3 separate regions of the Mus musculus genome follow, and regions 2 and 3 are each linked to region 1. Evidence: chromatin contacts called from public promoter capture Hi-C data. All regions are on one chromosome and are shown on one strand. The core of a region is the stretch at or near the end of the contact, and the rest is flanking DNA. Distances in the headings are between cores, read along the strand shown.

What was found. Promoter capture Hi-C pulls out the DNA fragments that hold promoters and counts their contacts. Capture Hi-C pulls out chosen DNA fragments and counts their contacts.
Region 2: a promoter capture Hi-C map of liver shows a contact between it and region 1, with 3 times the contacts expected there. The contact joins the promoter of Aldh9a1 here to the promoter of Sft2d2 in region 1. A contact is called at or near these places in 2 of 39 promoter capture datasets (liver and pre-B cells) and 1 of 9 other capture datasets (liver).
Region 3: a promoter capture Hi-C map of hippocampal neurons shows a contact between it and region 1, with 4 times the contacts expected there. The contact joins the promoter of Prrc2c here to the promoter of Sft2d2 in region 1. A contact is called at or near these places in 3 of 39 promoter capture datasets (hippocampal neurons, liver and pre-B cells) and 1 of 9 other capture datasets (liver).

The regions. Positions count from the first base shown.
Region 1 is chr1:165,191,758-165,196,109 of GRCm38.p6, reverse strand. Sft2d2 (SFT2 domain containing 2) reads left to right here and starts at 1,677. Exons shown (of 8, transcript NM_145512.4): 1 at 1,677-1,870. The coding sequence starts at 1,808.
Region 2 is chr1:167,348,153-167,352,534 of GRCm38.p6, reverse strand. Aldh9a1 (aldehyde dehydrogenase 9, subfamily A1) reads right to left here and starts at 2,544. Exons shown (of 11, transcript NM_019993.4): 1 at 2,119-2,544; 2 at 1-15. The coding sequence starts at 2,299. Gm24182 (a small nuclear RNA gene) reads right to left here and starts at 3,510; the gene lies at 3,404-3,510.
Region 3 is chr1:162,737,785-162,742,564 of GRCm38.p6, reverse strand. Prrc2c (proline-rich coiled-coil 2C) reads left to right here and starts at 2,009. Exons shown (of 35, transcript NM_001081290.1): 1 at 2,009-2,240.

The DNA of each region.
Region 1 (4,352 bases), core at 428-2,927:
TAAATTGCTAAATAATAATAGTAATAATAATAATAATAATAATGGAGTTGAAAGTTTATGCCTTTTGGAACTGCAATTTTGACAGAGGTGCTTTTTGTAATCCAGAGATGCTGGTGTTCTGTGCTTTAGCATCAGTATCATGAATCTTGTGAGTTCTGCCTAAACCTCCATGTAGAGACATTTAAGAACAATGTCACATGATCCAATATCCCTCAACCTTTGTGTGCTCTGTTATGAACACTACTGATCTGAGTGTCTCTTAACCACTGAGTCATCTCTCCAACCCGAGAGTTCTACATCTTGATCTAAAGACAGCAGGAGACTATGTACCACAGTAGGCAGAGCTTGAGCATAGGAGCCGTCAAAGCATAGGAGACCTTCCCCCACAGTGACACACTTCCTCTAACAAGGCCACAACTACTCCAACAAGACCACACCTCCTAGTAGTACCATTCCCTATGGGCCAAGTGTTTACACATGAGCCTGTGGGGGCCAGTTCTATCACCTCACCACAGGTGGCTGGAAAAGCCATCAGGCTAGGAGAGAACAAGGACAGCTTCTACTAAATGCTATTTAAATTCCCCTCTGCTCCAGACCTGTCTATACAGTCATGCTTGCTTTCCACAGTCACGTTTGGAAGCCATTGTGCTCACTCTACAGAGGAAATCAGCTGGGGACCAGAAAGGCTAAGGAGCTTCTAGCTCAAGGCCTCCTAAGTGGCAAATGACAGAGCTAGAGTGGATCTTTCAGGACACAGCCTTTGCACTGTGCTCTGATGTTTGACGTCTTACAGAGAGGTGTAAGGACTCACTGGAAAATGTGGCAGGTAAGAGGAGTCCCTGCAGAGGCAGCAGCAGCTGGTCTTATGTTTTTATGTTTTTATACAAGTGAAGAAGGACGCTGGAGACCTCACATGAAAATATGTGGGAGGTAAAGTGACCTAGGGGGTGTTTCTGAAGTTCCTCTGTGGTCTCCTTTCCCTTTTTTGGGAAGCAGGGACAGTGGTGGAAACTGAACCCAAAGCCTTGCATATGCTAGGCAAGCATTCTCTCACTGAGCTACACCTTGGTCTCAGTGCCTTTTCTGAACTAGTTTAATCTTAACATAGGTGTTCCAGATATCTCTGGCCACCAGTGTGCAAGGTGAGCAAATTTCTGTCCTGTCTGGAAGAGCCCATGACTTCATATGGATTCTGCTTCATAGCCTCAGTAGTGCTGCAGACTGATTGAAGTAAAGCATTTACCAAACACGAAAATATTGATTCTTCTCACCACTTGCCATCTGTTCAGGTGTTGCCCAAGTCATATCTCCCGAGCCATTTCCCCTAGGGATGACGTAGGAATTGCTGCTTTTAAGAATACACAGGGTTGTACTGCTCCAGCCTGTTGCACACTGATTTGTTCTACTTAACGTGGGAAATATATATTTTTATAGATCTGCGGTGTACAACCACCAGCGGATTAACTTCAGCATCCATGGGTAAGTTTGCGAAAGGCCTGCGTTGTTCCAGGCCCTGGCACATGGTGGTGCTGGGCGCTGGAACGAATCCGTGAAGCCCGGGCGCGCAGCCAGCTTCCGGGTTAGGTATCGCCTGGCCGACTTCACCCCGACTCTCTCGGCCCCGCCCCGGGTGACCCCAAGGAGCTCGTTCAGGGGGCGTGGCTGGCGCGGGGCATGCCGGGCGGGCAGGTGGGCAGGTGCCTGGGCGGGGCGCGCCGTGGTTGGCAGCGGGCGGAGGGGCGGCGGCTGCGCACCCCGAAGAGTGGTAGGCGGAGCGAACGCCAAAGGCGGCGGTCGGGACCCTGACATGGACAAGCTGAAGAAAGTTCTGAGCGGCCAGGACACCGAGGACCGCAGCGGTCTGTCCGAGGTGCGTGCACCGGGGGAGTTGGCATTTCTTGGACAGCTGCCCTGCTGTCCTCCGGCCCGCCGCGCCGAGCTCTGCCGGGACACAGCCACAGGTGGCAGCGCGAGCTTTGTGGAAGGCGTGGCTCCCGAACCCTCTCCAACCTTCCCTCCGAAGGGCTTGAGGCTCTGAAGCAAGACCTCAGAAATCTGTGGAGTGGGAGTGTGGATCCCGGGGCCTCCTGGAATCCGGGCCCCGAGCCCCATCCCAGCCGGACCGGCCAGGGAGAGAGAGCCCTTTGGAGTTGGGCGAGGCCGGCGGCCTTCGTGGAAGGATCCACCGCCGGATCGCGGACTAGTTTAGGTTGTGGGGTGTGAGAGCCAGACCTTATGCGTTCTGCTTTGTAATTGTAAAACTCCGTGAACGCCTGATAACAGGGACTTACCAGGTCTCCGAATCTCCAGGGCTACTTTCTAAACTATAGATTCTCACCACGCTCGGAGACTGCCAGTGTGTTTGTTTTGTTAGTAGGGCTTTGATGGCTCTGAAACTTGACCACAAAAGTCCTGTGCTCCAGAGCCACTCAGAATGTCATATTTTGGGTGCTTTGGAAGTTTGTTTACATTTCCTTTCTTGATTGAAGACAGAATTACGTTTTACTTGATGTATCCTTAGCCCCGGTTTCCCCTTCTGAGAAAGAAGGGTGTTGAACGAGATGCAATAGCCCCTTTTCCTTGGAAATTGGAGTTCCTCTTTAGTGTTTACTTGACTTTCTTGTGGTTTCCCCAACATTCTGCGCTCACTTCTGTGGTTGATTTTGTTCTGAGTTTTGTCTTTGCAAAAAAACAAAACAAAACACAACTGCATCTCAAAGAGAATAAATTATTTTGAAGCCAAATACGAGTGACCATGGCCCCAGGACAGATTCAGGTTTCTGCAAACTCAGTGTTCCAACATGATAACAGTTTGATAAGTTCTTAGAGTAACAGAACAAATTAACAAATTAAGGTACTTTTCAGAAGCATTAGTGGAAGCGGTAAGCAGGCAGTTAGGGCAGTGTGGAGGAATCTCAGCTGTGGCTCCCAGAGGCTGCCTGATAGCATTCGAAAACCTTGTTAAGATAATAAATTCCAAGGTGTTTTTCCCTAGCAGTTTCCGGGAGGTTAGTCACTGTTACATCAGACACAGGTGGGCAAGAAAGAACTGCTTCCTGGGGACTAAAGATAACCCAAGGGCAGTTGCAATTAGGCTCAGTAGCTGCAACTTTCCAATCTCTGCATGATCGTTAAAATTCAAATTAGTGATTTTCATGTTTTAATTTTTTCATTTTTAAAAAAAATTTCTGGCTTCTTGTGAACTTTCATATGAGAAGCTCCCTCCCCCCCACAAAAAGCCCCAAGATTTAGTTGACCGTCGCTGTCATGTAAAGATAAGCTCTGTAGAAGGAACAGGCTGTTGTACAAAGTTGGGGTCTTAAAGGAGACTGGCGGAGGGTACGGTGTTGACAGTGAGGTGGTGGTCATCTTCGGGAGTGAATAGTGTAGCGCCATTTGAAAACAAACTGCCTAGTTGTCCCCCCACCCCTTCCTAAATGGAAGGGCTTTGATCTCCACTTACACTTAGGCATATGTTACATCTATTTTAAAAAGACTGTGGCTTCACTCTTGTTTGAAAATATTCTCAGCGGGGCAGTGGTGGTGCATGCCTTTAATCCCAGCACTCTCGGATTTCTGAGTTCGGGGCCAGCCTGGTCTACAAAGTGAGTTCCAGGACAGCCAGGCTACGCAGAGAAACCCTGTCTCGAAAAACCAAAAAAAAAAAAAAAAAAAAAAAAAAAAAAAGAAAGGAAATATTCTGTTTCCTCTTTCTTAGTGCGATTCCTGTTGTGCATCATTGTGTGGCATTTCCAGGGCTTGAACCCCAGGAAATAGTCTGTAGCCAATAGGGTTCCTCTTGGGGATGTTTTGGCTTGGTAATCACCTACTAGGGCCTGCCTCCCTTTAAGTACTCATTAGTGTGGTCACACTTTCCATGGTTTTGAGCCTGGAAAAACTGAAGGCTCCTGTGGTTCTGTGGTTAAATTCCGTCTTCAAGTCTTTTTCAGTTATATAACCTGTAAGAGGTTCCCAGAAAAGTTAAAAAATTTTTTTTCTAATTTATTTTAGTTGCCAACCGAAAAAGTGTGAGTACTTCTGTCTTCTGTCCCTCCTCGGTAGCTGTAAAGTTGGCAGGACTCATACACACGAACAGCCTTACGATCCGAGTCTTCTGACACTCGTCTTCCTAATCACATTCAAGGCCTGGTTTCAGTGGAGTCCTTTCTGGAAGAATAGGCTTTCTGTTTTCTGGAAGGGTTCTTGGGACAAGGAAGGTCGGAGGGTGTCTGATCATACCTCTCAGGGATAAAACAGCGTTCCTCTCTTACCGGCTGCCAGTCTCGCCTCCCTGGGCAGTCCTGAACTATAGCTCTTGGCAGGAGTCTCTCTTCCTTCTGCATCCTGGAGTC
Region 2 (4,382 bases), core at 1,295-3,794, 2.2 Mb before region 1:
TGGCAATCACTCGGCCTAGAAAGAAGCGGAGAGCCGATTTCATCTCAAGCAGTTGCAATGCATCTGAGAGGTTTCTATCAGCATCCTCTGGAGGATGGATCCCTCCCAGGGTCTCATTTAGTACTTAGCTTTTTTTGTATTGGGAATCCCTTTAAACTCCAACGAGGGTTGCAGATCTAGCTCCATAAAAACAAGAATTTAACCACATTACAAAACTGCTGAAACTATTCGGTGTCTAAAACTCACCATAGCCTGAGACTAAGAGGCCATGCCCTCCTCTATTTGATAGCTACGTTTACTAAACATTACAGTTGGAGGGATGGCTCAGCGGTTAAGAACACCAACTGCTCTTCCAAAGGTCCTGAGTTCAAATGCCACCGACCACATGGTGGCTCACAACATCCATAATGAAATCTGACTCCCTCTTTTTGGAGTATCTGAGGACAGCTATAATGTACTTACATATAATAAATAAATACCTCTTTAAAAAAAAAGTTTACTAACATTGACCTTCTAGAAGTCATTTTGTGATGGTTCTTAATACTGACTCAGAATCTTGACAGTCTTGCAAAATCCAAGTTGAAAGTCATCAGTCTATTACTGTAAACTGTCCCTTATCTGTGTTCTAATCAGGGACTATCAGACTACTACTTGGTGAATAAGGTTAATAAGAAACTTTAGTCGCTAAAGGCCAGTCTTTTCTTAAAGTCTCAATCTCCTATCCCCATCATAACAGAAAGATTAGTGTTGGGGCTAGAGAGATGGCTCAGGGTTAAGGGCACTGACTGCTCTTCCAGAGGTCCTGAGTTCAATTCCCAGCAACCACATGGTGGCTCACAACCATCTGTAATGGGATCCGATGCCCTCTTCTGGGGTGTCTGAAGACAGCAACAGTGTACACATATAAATAAAATAAAATGGTCTTTCAAAGATAAAAAAAAAAAAAAAAAGATTAGTGTTTTTTTTTTCTTTTTAAGCCCGTATCTGAAGGATCATAACCCAACTAACTCGACCAACAAAAGGTTTTCAGCAGTTTCTTTTCACAAGGAATTTCTGAGATTTCATAAACCTATTTCTTGGACAAACCAGAATGGCTGAAGATCGCCTGCGAGTAAAGGCAATGGCCAGAGCTCACCTGCGGGCAATGCTGCTTCTGTGCCTCTAAAGGGAGGCAGGCTGAGAAACTCTTCCCAGCTATCATGGCCTCTCCCATCAGTTCAGGTTCTGGCAAATCCCTGCCTCGTGGAGGTCAGTGTACTTTTACTTCTCTCACTAAACAAGCCCTTCTGGCTTACAGAACACATTTTTTTTCCCTGCTCTGAATATTCAATAAGAATAATCAAAACAAACACAAAAGTCAACCCAAAGTCCAAGAAACAAAGAACTCGCTTCCTCCTTAGTTTGTGCTAAGGGTTTGCTCCAAAGCATTAAGTGCTTGCAAGGATGAACTGTAGAAATCTAATGAACATCGTGATTACAGCTAATAATACCGTAAAATACATATTCACTTAAAATCTGCCAAGTGTGCAGAGCATGAAAGTTCTCACTACTCATAGGTGGAAACTACGTGGAGATAACGGATAAGTTCATTAATTAACAGTGGTAAGCACTACACGTGATTACACATGTTCAATGTTTTTTTTTCTCTCTCTCTCTTGTTAACCTGGAGAGCTAGCAGGCACTAAAGCTAAACAGATGTTGTCGGCTGCTGTTTTTTTTTTTCTCTCCTTTCCCAACTCTCATCGAAGTTCAGAAATATCCCAGCACTAGAAGGGGGAAGGTCATGTGGATCATGCATAACAGAAATCACCTGTGAGTCAACATCCCAGTAGCAGACTCTCCTGCAGGCCCAGCTCTCAAAACTCAAAAGACCCACAGGTTCTACGCCAGACTCTCCTGCTCCAGCCATGTAGTTACTCCCGGCCCCCCAGCGCACCCCACCGCACCCATAGCGCCCCCTCTTTTCCAGGAGCCTCCCCAACATTCTGTGCTCCGTGCTGCGACCACGCAAGTTCAGCAACCCTTGGCGGAGAGCTCGGAAGGACTCGGGGCAGCAGACTCAGTGCACAGGGCCGGGGAAGACCCACCCCATCCGCGTGCCGCCCCGCGCCAGGTTACCGGTGGCTGGCTCGAACGCTTTCTCCGTGCCGGAAGCATCCACCGGCTCCACACGGGCCCCGCCGCGGTAGTTGAGCGGCTGCGACACGACGAAGGTGCCAGTACTCATGGCGGCGACTGCTGCAGCCCGGTGAATGCGGAGGAGCGAGGTCAGCACAGAACCGACTGCACCGAGGATCATCTGCTACGCGTGCAAAGCGTCCGGAAGCCCCAGCAGATTACTACTGGAGGGGGAGATAGCGCGGTAACGAGGAGGGAGTGGCGAGGGGCGGAATCTCTGGGGCGTGGCCCATGGAAAGAGGCGACCCTGGCTGGGCAGGGGTGGACCACTAGGGAACAGGACCTCGGGGAGGTGTGGACCGTGAGTGTGAAGACCCGGGGCCCTCAAGGAGAGCCCAGTAGAGCCCACTGGGAGGAAGGGACAGTGGGAGGGGCGTGGCCTCGTGCCACGAGGGGGTGTGGCGTGAGAGGACGGCCAATGAGAGCCTAGAGTGAGTAGCTTGGGCCTAGTCAGCATAATTAAGGGCCTGGTGAGAGCTTCTGGGGCTGGAACTGGAAGACCTTTGGCCTAGATAATTACGTGGAACACCACACCACCCAAGTCCTCCGGTCCAGATCCCGAAGGAGTTCCTGGAAGGATAATGAGACCCCTTCTACTGGGCCTGCAAGCTTTTGCAACATTCTCCTTACTGTATTTCTTTGATTTCTTTTTGTGCTTTGTAGAAGCACAGTATTAGGGAATGTGTTCTTCTTTTTTTCTTTTTTTTTATTAGATATTTTCTTTATATACATTTCAAATGCTATCCCGAAAGTTCCCTATACCCTTCCCCTGCTCTGCTCCCCTACCCACCCACTCCCTCTTCTTGGCCCTGACATTCCCCTGTACTGGGGCATATAAAGTTTGCAATATACCAAGGGACCTCTCTTCCCAATGATGGCCGACTAGGCCATCTTCTGATACATATGCAGCTAGAGATACGAGCTCTAGGGGCACTGGTTAGTTCGTATTGTTGTTCCACCTATAGGGTTGCAGACTCCTTCAGCTCCTTGGGTGCTTTCTCTAGCTTCTCCATTGGGGGCTCTGTGTTCCATCTTTTAAAAGACTGTGAGCATCCACTTCTGTATTTGCCAGGCACTGGCATAGCCTCATACAAGACAACTATAACAGGGTCCCTTCAGCAAAATCTTTCTGGCATATACAATAGTGTCTGGGTTTGGTGGCTGAGTGTGGGATGGATCCCCGGGTGGGGTAGTCTCTAGATAGTCCATCCTTTCGTCTTAGCTCAAAAATATGGAACGCTTCACGAATTTGCGTGTCATCCTTGCGCAGGGGCCATGCTAATCTTCTCTGTATCGTTCCAATTTTAGTATATGTGCTGCCGAAGCGAGCATGGAATGTGTTCTTCTAATTTAGTAAAAATTTTGGTCAATTTTCTCAGCTCTCTGTACGAATTAATCTTTTCAGTGCCTCTGAGATGTGTAGGTTTGGGTCCTCAAATGGAAACAGCAGTACCCAATTAAGAACACCTAGGCCCGAACTCAAAGGACTGCTTTTGTTGGGGTTGGTCAGAAACATCTGGAAACATCTGGCCTGGGTCAAGATCATTGACAGGTACAGAGATAACAGCTGGTCGTTTTGTGGCCAGTTGTGTTTAAAGTATTCTGCCCAGCCATCCCATGTTGATTTGTTACATTTAGATCGTCTGATGTATGTTCCAGAAATGTGACCATGGCATCTGTTGATCTAATCGTGGCAATAAAAGTAGAGTGTGACCCAAACCCAATGAAAGTCAACAGCAAAATTTGCTCTTACTCTATCAAGTCAGAATGTTGGTATGAAAATTCATTCTTATTTTGGCACCTCCTTTTTTTTAAAGTCAAGAAAAGGAGAGAATTTTGAAACTCCCTGTGTATCGGGGGAAGGGGGAAGGAGAGTGTGCCGCTGATCTAAAGTTTAAAGGAGGACTGGTGAGATGGCCCAGCTGGAAGAGCTCTGACTGCTCTTCCGAAGGCCCTGAATTCAAATCCCAGCAACCACATGGTGGCTCACAACCACCGTTAGTGAGATCTGACGCCCTCTTCTGGTGCGTCTGAAGACATCTACAGTGAACTTATTTATAATAATAAATCAATCTTTGGACTGGAGCAAGCAGAGGTCCTAAATTCAATCCCCAACAACCACATGAAGGCTCACATCTGTACAACTACAGTGTACTCATATACATAAATAAATAAATCTTAAAAAAAAAAGTTTAAAGGATGTG
Region 3 (4,780 bases), core at 760-3,259, 2.5 Mb after region 1:
CTGTCCTGAGTTCAAATCCCAGCAACCACATGGTGGCTCACAACCATCCGTAATGAGATCTGATGCCCTCTTCTGGAGTGTCGGGAAGACAGCTACAGTGTACTTACATATAATAAATAAATAAATACATAAATACATAAATATTAGAAAACATACCTTTAATCAGGATCTTTTAAGGTGGGAAGACTCACCTCTAATCTGGGCTATGCCTTCAGCTGGAAGCCTATCCTATATATAAGGACATTGAAGAAGGTAGCTTTTGCTATTTGTCTTCTAGCTCTTTCCTCACTAACAAGAGTCCATTTCTTCACTGGTATTAAAGTCTTCTTTGGGATTCCAGTATGTACTGAAAACCAACTGAGAAATCTAGCCTTGTAGACTGAAAAACCTATTGAATTCTTGGACCTTCTGTTCATTGGCAGCCATTGTTGGATTAGCTATACCAGAGTCCATAAATCATTCTAACAAAATCTCTTTCTATATATACATAGAGATTCATTCTATAAATTCTGTTACTCTAGAGAACCCTAATGCACAACTCTTAGAAACTCATGAATTAATATTCTGTTTGTACATGTCAGTCTCATAACCAGGTAGATGTCAGCATATTTGATTGTTGGAGGGATCCTGCATTGCTCAAGAAAGATACTTCAAGTCCAGGATACAGAAGACTGGTTCTAATGGATTGTGGGAAAATAACCAAGGTGTTTTCTTGGTGAAAAGACAGGCCTCTCTCTGTCCTGTTCTATCAATCAGCAAATTATGTCTCATTTTGGAAGGTCTCTGAAGGGGCTAAGGGTTATAGTTCAGTTGGATTAGCACTTGCCTAACATGTTGAAGGCAAGCCCCAGATTCGAGCCCCAGAAATGCAAAGCAAACAAAATCTAAAACAAATGATCACAAATGTCAATTGGGGAAGAAGTTACTTGTGGTTACTGCGCTATTATTTTATGGTTGTTCTAACGTTGTGGTATCACCCCATGAATACATGCCAGTTGCAAGCGGAGGAGTTTACTCAGACCAGGACAAGAATCTTTGGATTTATTATACACTATAGATATCTCATAAAGTAGAGAAATATCACATACTCGTGGATTACCTTCTTTCCGTTGGGGAAAGGAAGACCAAACCTAGAGACTTGCATATATGTGACAAGATACTACGCGGCACTGAGGTACATGCTCAGCCCCCAGGTAGAATATTATCATTTTCCTTCCTCACTTCGGGTACTGCCTTGTCTCTACTATACACTTACCTAGTAAACATCTGCATGAATGACTCTTTTTTTTTTTTTTTTTTTTTTTTTGGCTTTCGAGACAGGGTTTCTCTGTATAGCCATGGCTGTCCTGGAACTCACTTTGTAGACCAGGCTGGCCTTGAACTCAGAAATCCACCTGCCTCTGCCTCCCAAGTGCTGGGATTAAAGGCGTACACCACCACGGCCCGGCCTGCATGAGTGACTCTTAACTGTTAGTTTTCTCTGTTAGGTAGTTGTTCCAAGAGGTAAACATTGCCAGAGGAGTCAGAAATAAACAGTGCCTTATTTTACACCAAAATTACAAATGCCGAAGGTGGCCTCAGCAAAGCACGCCAGTCGCTTTTGTCCCTAACACTTGGATTATTTTTTTCACTCCGAGGTAACTTCGGTCTTCTCAAATTGCCACCACACCATGGCCCCTCACTTTGCCCCCCCCCCCCCCCTAAGAACATTCGGTCAAAGCGCAGGTTGTAAACGTTTATGTTCCTCCATCAGTTGTTGTCAATGCACGGAGACAAACCAAGTCGTGATTCCTCACGGAGGGCTCAAGGTTTTTGGAATCTTCCCAGGTGGAAAAGCTTTGTCTCCGAAATGGCTCTGCTTGACGAACTCCCTCCTTCCAGTAGGAGGTAGCGTTGCCCTCCGCCGCAGTCGAGAAGCGGCGGAGGCTGTCACGTGACCCCGCAGCCTCAACCCCTCCACCCCCCCCGGGGCGGTCTTGCGGAGATTTGCCTTACGTACGCAACGTCATGACGTAGCACGTAGGGGCTGGCTAGCCGCCATCTTGCTTCTTTTTCTCGCTCGCTCTCACCCTCTCAGGAGGTAGCGAAAGTGCTTTGGCGGTTTGTACGGCGGTGGCTCGGGCTTTCGGGACCGAGCGGCCCTGCGGACGGTCTCTCGAGGCAATCTCCCCTCCCCTGACCCTGATCCGTCCGGGGCGAGCCCCTTGGAAGCGCGCAGACTTGGTTCTCAACCCTGGCGGGTAAGGAGAGCGAGGGCGTCCGGACCGTGAAGAGGCCCGATGGAGGAGGGAGGGAAGGCACGGGCGCTGGAGCCAGGCCTGGGGGCCCGCGGCGTCTCTCCCTGGGCTCCCGGCGTCGTGCTGTCCGCGGAGATCCGGAGCAGGGCTCGTCGCCCATGTGCGCGGCGTGTGCTGCGGCGGGGCGGCCCTGCGATGGCCGAGGGAGCCTCCGCCCGCGCGGGGCCTGCGCGCGCCGTTTTTCCACGGCGTGGAGGACGGTGCCCGTGGCGGCTCCGAGCGCTCTTAGTGCCTGCGGATGCTCCTGTGGTGATGGCTGGCGTTTGCAGCCAGCGGTGTGTAGTCCAGGGCGGTCGTAGAGGCTCTACCAGGACCCAGGACCAACGAACCCCACTTCCGCTGGGGACAAGCTGAACAACTTCTTGGAGGATTTGAGTAGTCTTTTCCTCCCTCTAGGCCGCTCCAGCCCGGCATTTGTGGGAATACGGCTCGGCTGCTGCCTGATTTTCAGAGAGAGCGTTTAGTATTACTGGTTGCTAGAGTAGAGACCCTAGTTAAGACCGAAGAAAAATAGCATGGGAGCCAGTGAGGACTCTTGCTTGATTTTGCATATAAGGACCGCTCTGATCTCTTTAAAGGGGATGTATATTTGTTTGAAGTGTGTTCAAGATCTTTGGGGTGGGGGGATCCAACTTGCCTAGTAATTCCTGACTCTTAAAACTACCCGGATTTCCGCATTGGCTGGTCTTCAACCTCGGTTCATAAATTCATACCCCAGCAGGATACTTAGAATTGTACAGTAGGCGGCCCTCCTGTTAGGGTTTCTCTTTGGGAATGCACCAGAAGAATCGGAAGATGCTTGCTTCATCGAGTGCTCAGGAGTCAATTCCCGCTAATAGACGTTACAGAGAGGGTGGTATGAAGCGGCCACCACGTCTGACCTCTAGCATTTTTTAAAAGTAGATTTAAGCTTCCATGTTGGTCATTAAGATGCTGCTTTGGCTGGAGCCATTTTTAGGTGTGTGTCACAGATGCACTGCAGCATCTTTTCTGGCTGGCTCCAAATGCATTGATTCTCCAAAAATTAGAAATAGATTGAGTTTGCATATAGAAAAGAAGTTTTTATATGATTTTTCTGGGATGAATTTGTCATAATAAGCTTTTGGGTTTTTTTGGGGGGGGTGTCTGTAGGTGTGTGTGAAGAACATAGAATGCTGGCTGATCTCTCATTACTTAACCTCTAACTGTATGCTCTCAAGACCTTTATATACATTATCCTTTTTGATCCTAGTCTTTGAGGAAGGAGCTCTTATACTTGGTTTACAGATGAGGACAAGATATTTGAGAGATCGAAGTAATTTGATCAAGGTCACAAATTTGTAGTGGTGCTGTAGTCAAAGCCATACTTTCTAAACCCAGAGGGGATGCTCTGAACTATCAAAGTGTTCATTTGGTCTTGTACATTTATAATTGTTGCTAAAATAAGGCACATTTTTAACTGGTACTTTTTCTTTAGCTTGCTTGGGTGTTTGAACATTGTTACATGTGAAGGTTAAAATGCTGCCAGATGTAAACGTAGTGTCTGTTTGGTGTCATAGGAAGACTAGGGGAAGACAGAAATGGGCTTGAGGCCAGCCTAGGCTGCGTAGTGAGAGCTTGTGAATGTTCAGTTTTGTTTTGTTTTTGAGAAGTGATTGTGAGCCCATCCCTTCATTATAAACTAAAGATGATATCAGTACCTCTCAGGCTTGCTGTAGAATTTAAGACTGAGTAATGCTCTTGTTACTGTGGTTAGTGCATAGTAAGTAAAAGGACAGCTAAAGATGAAGGGAAAGCAGGAGAGTCCTGGAAGAAGAAACTAGTGTTCAAGCAGTAAAATCTGTTCTCAGAATAGCCTAAGTCTTTGGATCCGTAAGTAGTTTCTTTTTCCTCTTCCACTCCTCTTTACATTTACATACTGCACTTTATTTCATAAGACTTTCTCCTTTGTGCTCTGTATAGTAAATAACCCTGGCATCAGTTCTAGCTCAGAATGAAGTGCAGAATTTCTTCAATGTCTTTGAATATAATACTGTTTCCTTGAGTCTATGTGCTACCCCCAAACCCCCACTTCCAGTTATTAGTTAGCTAGGTGGTAGCTTTTTATGTAATTTCTGTCATTCTGATATCTGATAGTAAGTAAAAGGACAGCTAAAGATGAAGGGAAAGCAGGAGAGTCCTGGAAGAAGAAACTAGTGTTTCTAAGAGTTCATCATTGATAAAATGCAAAAGAAGTCAATTACATACATGTTTAGGAAACTGAATCCTCTTGTTTTGGGGGATGTTTGTTTTGAGGCAAAGGCTCTCTTACAGAGCCCTGGCTGTTCTGGAGTTCTGTATATCAGGCTCTGGCCTCAAACTCAAGAGATCCTCCTGTCTCAGACTCCTGGGTGCTGAGATTAAAGGTGAGTGCTACCGTGCCCAGCAGAAAGCATCCCACAAGGAAAGCAGCCTGCAGTTAATACCCAAGTTCTGACCAAAACACTTTGACTTCAGAAAAGCAG